Linked DNA regions of Anser cygnoides: region 2 is linked to region 1. A link is a contact called in public Hi-C data. All regions are on one chromosome and are shown on one strand. The core of a region is the stretch at or near the end of the contact, and the rest is flanking DNA. Distances in the headings are between cores, read along the strand shown.

The links. Hi-C and Micro-C count contacts between places; a contact is called where the count stands out from the background.
Region 2: a Hi-C map of liver shows a contact between it and region 1, with 1.9 times the contacts expected there. The contact joins the promoter of ATP1A1 here to the enhancer-like site in region 1. A contact is called at or near these places in 4 of 7 Hi-C or Micro-C datasets (granulosa cells and liver).

Annotation. Positions count from the first base shown.
Region 1 is chr1:99,490,032-99,494,652 of Taihu_goose_T2T_genome, reverse strand. No RefSeq gene overlaps it. Among named protein-coding and RNA genes, the nearest start is that of ATP1A1, 34 kb to the left of the region's middle. Within about 2 kb of position 1,997, at least 1 of the 3 cell types and tissues checked has open chromatin away from gene starts, as enhancers often do. A contact at or near this core is called in liver, where this site is marked.
Region 2 is chr1:99,524,238-99,528,858 of Taihu_goose_T2T_genome, reverse strand. ATP1A1 (ATPase Na+/K+ transporting subunit alpha 1) reads right to left here and starts at 2,460. Exons shown (of 23, transcript XM_048047673.2): 1 at 2,226-2,460. The coding sequence starts at 2,237.

The DNA of each region.
Region 1 (4,621 bases), core at 748-3,247:
CACCCCATGCCACATGCTCCTTGTCAGGCTCTCACCAAACTATAGGCAGGAGATCCAATGTTGCCAGGAGCCATGCCAGAATAAGAAAAAAGAGGATGTTTTCCCTGTGAAACGGGGTGCCCAGCACCCTGTGTGTCCCTTGGGAACCCTAAGTAAGCCCAGCGTGTGACACCGAGCCATGGGGACACGCCATGGCCGGGCACTGCACTTGAGGGACTCACACGCAGCGGAGAGTGCAACGTTTTGTCTGTGAAACCTGGTCTCTGTGTAAGCAATGAGCAAACCCTCAGATGCCTTGGAACCAGACTTCTTCCCACCCTCCTGCTTCCACGTGACTGGGATCAGTATAAAAGCCATCTGCAGTTTCCAAGCCTCCTGAATTTGCCAAAATTGGTCTGGATTTGTGGAAACTGGCTTCCCGATGAGACCTCGGGCACTTCCTGCTTCAAACACCAAGCCTAAAACAACACAGCAGTGCTTGCTCTTCCAAGTTTTGGTATGGCTCTTTTAGTCCCGCACGGAGCCACAAGTTACAAAACTCATTGATTTTGAAATCTTTAACGTCAGATGTCTTGGCTTCCTACAGGCTGCTCCGGCTGAGCATTGCAATGTCACTGGGTACAGGGAAAAATTTGGGCAGTGGATGCCTCAAAGAAATGTCAGCTTCTGGTCGCTGACACCAGCGCCAGGTGATCCTGTGCTATTAAACAGCTCCCTGAGGTCAAAGGCAGGCAGATTAATGTCGAGCAGGCATGAGAGCTGTTGTCCCCTCTGGTGGGGATCGCTGAGAAACCCTTTTTGGGACCTGGAGAGCAGGAAAGTGCATTACAGCTGACCACGCTGCTGCGTTGGGTCAATGAAGCCTTTGTTCAAAGACCTTGTAATCCAATATAAGGGGAACAAGAAAGATGAAATCATCAGGGTGGAGAGGAAGCCAAGGGCTGGAGGAAAGTGTGATGTGTACCAGAGCTGCAGGGACTGAGGCTCTCTATTCCTAATTAACAGACTCGCTTGTCTCATTTTCTGCCCAAACCACCCTATTAGCCTGTTAAATACAGAAGCCCCCCCCCCGTGCCGTGTACGCAGCCATCCTGGCACCACCAGCCGTGTCGGCTGCCTTGCCACAGGTTGTATTTTCAGAACTGCTTGATGGATGCATTAACAGCTTCCTTTTTATTGCCAGCTCTTCAGCTTTTGTAGAAAAAAATAAAAAAAAAAAATCATATGTGAGGCACCAAAGTGTCAGGAAAATGGCTAAAAAAATCACGACTTTTAAAAAGTTTTTTTTTTTTAGGTTTTTTTTTGCTGCTTAGTTTCAGAAATGTGAGGCTTCTAGGCTCATTTTTTCAACCCCCCCCCCCCCCCCCTTCTTACTCCCCCAAATGTATTTTAAATGAAAATGTGGTGGTTTTGGTAATTATATGGCTGGGAGATCTGGGGCTTGGCTGGAGCAACAGCAACAGGCACCTGCGCAGGGACCATCAGGTTTCGGTCATATCGAAGGTGAGCAGCAAGGTCTGTCCCTCTCTGCTTAGGGCTTGGAGAAGTGATATTTAATATGAAAAACATGGAAGCAATTTACATGTATTTATGACTGCTGATAGAGGTTTGATGTACAAAAGAGTATAAATCACATAGTTTGTTTGGAGAAATGATCGTTATCGAGAGGGAACGGAGGGCAATAGCCCAGATTTACAATTTTCCCTGTAGGTAACACAAACAAAACCCCAGCGGGGAGCAGAAGGAGGTGCAAACCGAGGGGAACACAGCAAACGGTACACATGCTGCTGGAGATGGGACGGAGGCAATTAAAAGGTGCGGCTTGCTCTATCACCTTGCAGAGCTGCAGCGAAGCAGCAATTCAGCCAGGAGTCTCCCGTTCCACATTTCCCGTAGTGGAAACCCAACCCCCCGAAGGACAGGGAGGGATTATTTTCGCCTGGCTGCCAGTGGCAAGCCTCCAGCCGTGCTGCAGCTCGGGAGGCACGCTGGTTTGATGCCGCGTGGCTGCTGCAGCACAGCTCCAGCCCCTGACCCTGGTCCCACCCGGGTGGATTTGGCTGCAGCCACGCTCCCACCGGCGACGGAGCCGAGATGGCTCCTTGCACTTTGCATACGCCTGCCGGGGCCGCAGTGAGTCAGCCTCCCTCTGCCTCGGCGACGCCTGTTGTTCTCAGGAAACGCGGGGTGACGTGACTCATTTTGTCACATCGGTGCAAGGCCAAGCGCTTTGGCTGGCTCAGCTGCCGGTGCCGCACCGACCATCCTCACCGTGAGCATCCCCTGCAACCCCTATACCTGCACCTGGAAGCACCTGGCCAGGCCATGGAGCTGTGCCACGGGGCACAAGAGGTGTTCCCCCCTTTCTGGCTGCCATCCAAGCCCCGGGGGTCGCTGCAGCCCCGGTGCTGTGCCTGAGGATTCGCACGGACAGCCCTCCGTGCTCTTTGTGCCCTGGGGAGCACTGCCGGGCACGTGGGCTCCAAAAGTCACTTAGCCAGGGCTGGGCTGAGCTGCTGACACAGGGCCTGCCCTGGCTCAGCAATTAATTTGGATGCAAGTGGCGTTTGAATGTTAATTGTTCTGCCTAAGTAACACCATGTGTGGAAGAAGAAGAGCGAGCGCTTTTCCCCTACTCTGGAATAACTCCATTTATAGGCACGCTCTCTGAGGCAGATGAGGCTTCACACAGCATCGCCCCAAATTGGTCTGAGTGCTGTGTGGGGCCAGCTGAGCCTGGGGGTGCTTGGGGGGCAGGATCACCCTGCCAAGACGTGCAGGGTCCCCCCCCAGCCACCCTCACAACCGAGATTCGTCTGGGCTGGGGCATCATCGCTTCCCCCTGTGCTGCTGGCTGGGCGCGGGGAGGAATTTGGACCCCGTGGATCTGGTTACGAGCACACGGCATTAAGGAGGCACAAAGCAGACAAGTCAGTGCCAGCAAGCCTCATCGGCCAGCTGAAAAGTCTGGCGTTTGGATGACCGACGGAGGCTGAAGTGCCTGGCTGCGTCCAGACCCCGTGCTGGCTGGGGGGCTGCAAGCTGGAGCCTGCAGCGTGCTCTGGGGAGGGGGGAGCAGAAAGTGCCTCCCCCCGCTCATCTGCAGTTTTGAAAGCTCTTCTGGAGAGAAGGAACAGGGGGGAGCTGGGTAAAAGGCTGCTGAGAAATATTTCAGTTTCCAGCATAACTTGAGTCATTTGGAACGGAAAGTTTCCATTGCCCAATAAATCTAACACACTCATTTAAAGGAAAAAAAAACACACAGGAAGACAATTTTGGTGCTGGCTTGAGGTGGTTTCAGGGCTTGAGGAAGAGAACAGCGCAGGGCAGGTGCTGGGGCACACCACCCAGCAGGTACATCTTGTTCCTGGCCGAGGAGGTGCACAGGCAGCACGGGGGGCAGGGGACACCAGGTATGTGTGCCACAGAGGGAGAGCCTGCTTGCTCATGCTGGCAGAGCTCACAGAGAGGAAAATGCAGGCTTGGACCAGAGCAGGTGAGGAAAGAAAAAAAACAATCAACCAACCAAAAAAAAAAAAAAACCCGAACCACACAGCTTTGCATGACATTATAATGCATGAGGAACTTTTCAGGAGGTAAACACTGGTTTGCACTAAACATGAGGGCACTGTCACCGTGTTTCTGGGCAGATAGATGGCAGTCCAGAGACTTGTATAGCTGTCTGCACAGGTTGGAGAAACAAAATTCCTGCTAATACGGCTCGTTCTGGTCCATCTGAGAAATACCATGCTTGCAGTCACTGCCCTGCTACAGGACAGTGGGGGCCTGGCAGCAGCAGAGATGATGCTCCCCTCATGACCAACTTGCATGTAGAGCCAGAAACCAGCAAAAAATATTTACATCCAAGGCACAAGAAACGCTAGAGGTTGTGCAGACAGAGCCCTGCAACTGGATAAGAGACGGATTTGTAAACACCAAGCAGGATTTAAACAAACAAAGCAAGCAAGAAAGAAACCCATATCCATTAAGAATATCAAATAACAGCAGGGAGAAGAGCAGAGCAGCGTCACAAACAACAGTGGCAGCTTTTCTGAGGAGCAGCCACGGGCGGAGAGATGGCTTCTCAGCTCAGCACAGGCTAAGCAAGCAGCAAGGCCAGCGGGACAGAGGGCTGGGAGAGCTGGGCCCGGGTCTGCCTCTCCCACCCTCTGCATGTCACCTTGGATGAGCCACTTGCTGCCTTTCTGCACCATGCAGAGACACAAGCAATGCTGACAACCACAGTCACACCTCCCTTTCCCCCAGCCAACGATGCACAGCACTGCCTGTGCCAAATGGCCATGCTCAGCAGGACAAACTACAGCTTAAATGTCCTAGCAAATGTTTAGCAAACCCGCCTCGTGTCCTAGCCAGTCTTTGCAGGCTCTCAGAGGTGGGCTGGTGCTTGCAGCGTGTTTGTACCTTACCCGATGAGGTCTAGCTGGGGCACTAAGGGGTCTGAGGATGCTTTGGGGATGTTCTGTCAACAAATTGAAGGGAAATGGAAGGAGAAAAGCAGAGATCACAGTGATTTTAATGGTCATCTTCTCTCAAAAGAGCACTGTGTACCTTGCATCATAAACATTTCAAATATGACTCTGGCACCTACGTTTTATCTGAC
Region 2 (4,621 bases), core at 1,211-3,710, 34 kb before region 1:
ATATCCTCTCAGCATACCAATAAGAAGTGGGAGTGAAAGATGTAGGTAGAGTAACATTGAGATTTCTTAATTGCACCAGATGATTGCTTTGATTTGCATAATTTCCCCTCAGTTGGTCTATTACACAATACACCTTCCTAGTTCCTGACAGGAAAAGAAAATTTAACCCAGGTTCAGGCATTAGTATCGATCCCCAGAAGCAACTCCATGCACGCAGTAATGACCATCCACCCTGCAAGCGTAATGAGGACGGAGTCTGCGGACAGAGATGAAATCCTGCCCTCCTCCCTTGATAATGCACATACCCAGGCAGCTCACGGCCCTCCCATTGCCATCTAAAGTAAAACAGCCACCCCACTCAGCTGCTCTTCACAGCCGCCACACACAGGGAGCTTGTTCTCACACACACACACGCTCTTACTTTCTCTTCAATGCCAGGCTCCCATGGGAAGGAGGTTTCCTTTTTGGGTGCCCTAAGTCAGGGCAAGCGCACGCTGTTGAGCTATGCAGTCACACCCTGCCCTTTTTTCCACAACCTTGCTCTTTCACATCCCTATTTTTTCAGAGGGTCCTAATTACTGCATGTTCTCCCTGCTAAATGAGAGAATCTTGTGACTTCAGGAATAATGCAATAGTGTGTGGCTGCCTCAGACTTCCCGGTAGTATGCTGGTGGTTCGGTTCCAAGCCAATTGTTTACTATGCACACACAACCCACGTAATTTGAAGTGAAAATGAGCTGGGTATATATATTAGAGCTAGCCTTCTATATTGGAAAGCACTTAACTCCCATTAGTGAAGCCAAGATGGCCTGAGCCCCCAAAGCCTATGGCGCTGCTGTCACACACAGAGTTAAAAGGTTTCTTTGAGGATTTAAAGCATCGAGAAGACTGCATCAATGCCTACCCCCCCCCAAAAAAGATATTATAGATGAGATTATTGTACGTATTACCTGTTACCCACTAGCCTAAAAAGCATCATGCAGGGCTATCTGACTACAACAGGACTTCACCAATGCAAGAGAGCAACCCTCCCAAACTCCCCGTGTGCTCCTCAAACCCTTTTCCAAACAACCATCCTTTCACCCGTGTTCCTCCATGTCTCCTATTCATGCTGTTGTGTCAACACCGCTGGTTGTACCACATGGATGAGGACAATGCGGAGTCGGGTAGTGTCTGAGCAGCACTGTGGAAGCACACACCACCTGTAGGCAGCAGGCGGGGACAGGGCCGCCACCTCTGCGCCTCCGGGCACCTCACAGCTCTGCCTTCCACGTGGAAGCAGAGCCGGCCGGGAACATTTTGTTTCTGCTCCCCAGCCGGGCATCTGACCGTAACATCCAACTTCAAGTTCCCACTTCTGTTTTCAAGAGCCTTCAAATGCGTTTATAGTTAAGAGATATAATCTGGATTAAGGACTTCTTGCTGCGGGCTGAAGGCTGGAAGGAAGCCGGGCTGACACAGCGCCTTGTGAGCGCATAGAAACTGCTGCACAGCATGCTGGGAGGCTTTTATCAGCCCAATTAGCAGGATAGACATGATAAAGTCATGAATGATCACCTTCCTTATGCTATCAAGCCTTATCTGCCCTCGCGGCTACTAATAAGCAAATTGGCGCTAATAAGCAGCCCTTTATCCTGTCACACCCCCCGGCCACACACCCCCGCGGGGGCCTGCTGTCTCAACAAGTCTAAAGTACTCCTGCAGAGGCCAGGAGCCACGAGAGCGGCCGCGCTGCCCGGCTCGGCTCCAGAAGGGCAGGAGATAACCGCAGCCTCCTCCAGCACCGGTCCGAGGACCCCCCCCGGGGCCCCGGGGGGCCGCGCACCAGGCCGGGCTCCGCGCCTCGCAGGGGCGCCAGGCGCTCCCTCCGCGGCCATTTCCAGCGCCGCCCAGGCTCCGCACAGCCCTCCGGGGGCGGCGGCGCCGCTGGGGAGCCGCCTCCAGCCGTCCCTCCCTGGTTCCCCGATCCTTTCTCCCTCCCTCCCTCCCTCCCCGGAGCGGGCGGCAGCCCAGCACCGAGATGTGTCGGGGCGGCCCCGGCGCCGCCCTCCGGCGGCAACCCCACCGCACACGACATGGCCGCCCCCCCGCCTCCCGGCGCGGAGCGGACAAAGCGGGGGGCGAGCGGCTGCCGGGCAGCCCTCACCCCCGGCCGGCAGACCCCCCCCCGCCCCCGAAGCCCCCTCCCCGGAGCAGCAGCGGCGCCCCCCGGCCCCGCCGCTCACCCCCTTGCCCATGGTGCGGGGCGGCGGCGTGCAGACCACGCGGCAGGCGACGAGGAGCGGGGCTCAGCGCGGCCCGGCAGGTGCGGAGCGACGGCAGCGCCCGGCCGCCACCACCGTGCTCCTTCAGCGGCTGCTCGCTCTCTCCCCCCGCTGTCCCCTCGTCGTCGTCGTTCGTCTACCTCCGGCACCGCTGCTCCAGCCGCAACTCCAAAATTCCGCCGGCTTCCCGCCGGATAAAGAGCCCCGGCTGCACCGCCCCGCCCCGCTCGCCGCACCGCCCCTTGCGGGCGGGGAGCCGCCGGGGACGGGGGCAGGCTTTGGGTGGGAGCCATGCCCGCAGACCAGACCTTAGGGTGCCTCCGGGCTTGTCTCGGCTGCGCCTCGCCGAGGGGAGCGGAGCCCCGGGGAGGGCCGGGGGCTCCTGCTTGGCCCTGCTGGCCCGGGGCGAGGCCGCCGGAGGGCGCTGCGCCGGCCCCCGCTGCCGCCGCCATGTCGGGTCGGCGCCGCTGCCCCGTGAGGGGCCGCCTGCAGGGCCGTGTCCCCTCAAAGGCGGCCGTGTGGAGCCCCGAGGGACCCTGCCGTGAGGGGCTGGATGCCTCCCCAGGTCCTCGCCTGACCCTGCTGCTGCCCTCGGTGACGGCGGGCTGCGCTGGGTAGACGTGGTGCCCAAAGTGTTTCATACCTCCCGAGGTTAAAGCTCATTGTCTGTGCTAGGAGATGCGTAAATACTGGTAAAAACCGCATCTTTAAAGCTTTGTGATTACTGCAAACGGGGGCCGGGACCACAGTGAAGATTTATAGAGTGTATTTCCATGCCCTCTGCTGCGCAGAGCACCTAACAAGGTGATGATACCTATAGTTCCTTTACACTTGAAAATGTGGCAAAGACAGATTCAGAAGCCATAGCTCTGCGCATTTGCTCTTTACTTCTCTCTTTACACTCTAGCAAAGATAATCAGTTTGTGCTCTTTCACATTCTTGACAGCTTAGAAGAGCCATCAGGACCCTCTATATACCTGGAAGTGCCCAGGGACAGCCACCAAGGAAGTGTTTTGGTAGCCAGTTCCCTGCAGGAGAACTTGCTACCTTGCTGAGGGCCCCAAACACATTGGATTATATCTGTGAGGGCATTGGGATCACTGTTGTGGAAGAGAAAAACTTACATTTAGATAAGTATGGAAGTAGGTAAGTATGGAAACTTACATTTAGGTAAGTACAGTTCTTTTTGGATAAGTGGAGGGTTGAAGCTCCCCTCAGCAGGAGAAGAGAACTGAACTCAGTCTGTAAAAGTCCTGGACAAGAGCTTTCTGATCAAACTGTTTGCCCACAGGCCCGTGTATGTAACAGGAAGGGATGCCACCACAACCATGGCAGATGACTGATCTAAAGGCTGGTGTGAGGCACCGCACCACTGGTGGAGCTTGATGCTGTCGCTGTGTCCTGGACTTGCTTTTGGAGCTTCTGATGGATGCGGTGTATGTGCAGACAAATGAACATTGATCCATCGTGGGATTCCAGCTGGACTTAGAAATGGCTTGGCCTGCTCAGTACCGAGGCACTTCTGGGACCCAACATAGTGAACTTTAAAGTAAAAACCTGCGATGAGCTCAGATGCGATTGTAGATGGCAGGAAAGTGTTTCAGAGCCATGTTTTTAGTCTGCTTTGTAAGCTCTATTTTATCCCACTAATGGTCTTTATTGGATCTGGCATAGATCTGACTTGGAGACTGGATCTTTCAGTTTACCTATAAAACCCACGGTACCTGAGCAGCAGTCTTCCTCCCAAGCTGCACCATCTTGACCTCAAGGCAGAACTCCCATTTAGTTCCCATTACTTGTCTTTGAGGTTTTCTTTCCCATGAAAGCACTAGCTCTTGCCTGTGGGTGGAAAGATGGAAAGAAGGAAACTGGGTAGAAATTAGGAACTGTGTAGAAATTTCAGAGCCTGAAATCACCAATTCACTTAACTTTCAATCCTTAACAGCAATTTACTGTATCAAACTTCATTTTCCTTCAGTGTGGCTGTAAAGCATAATCAATAGGACATTAAAAGAAGATCTCCAGACAACTTCTAAGCCATTCTGCCCCTTGATGTAAAACAGCTGTTATGCTAACAATATAGCTGAGCTGGAACGCTATGAATTTCATCCGTCTTTTGCTTTGAGATAGTTGACGTGTTGCCATTTCTTCCTGACTTAAAACCAGAGGGTTCAACTGTGATGCTGTAAACTTACACCTAGCGTCTCTTCCAGGAGAAAAATGTTCTCTTGCTGGCAGTGAGTTAAACAGAGGGCAAATCCATATGGATCAAAGGAAACTTTATTATGTAAGACCAGGCACAGAGGGTAGCGTACTTGTGTTCTCCTCCCATAATAGGTACCAGAGAGATTAAGAAA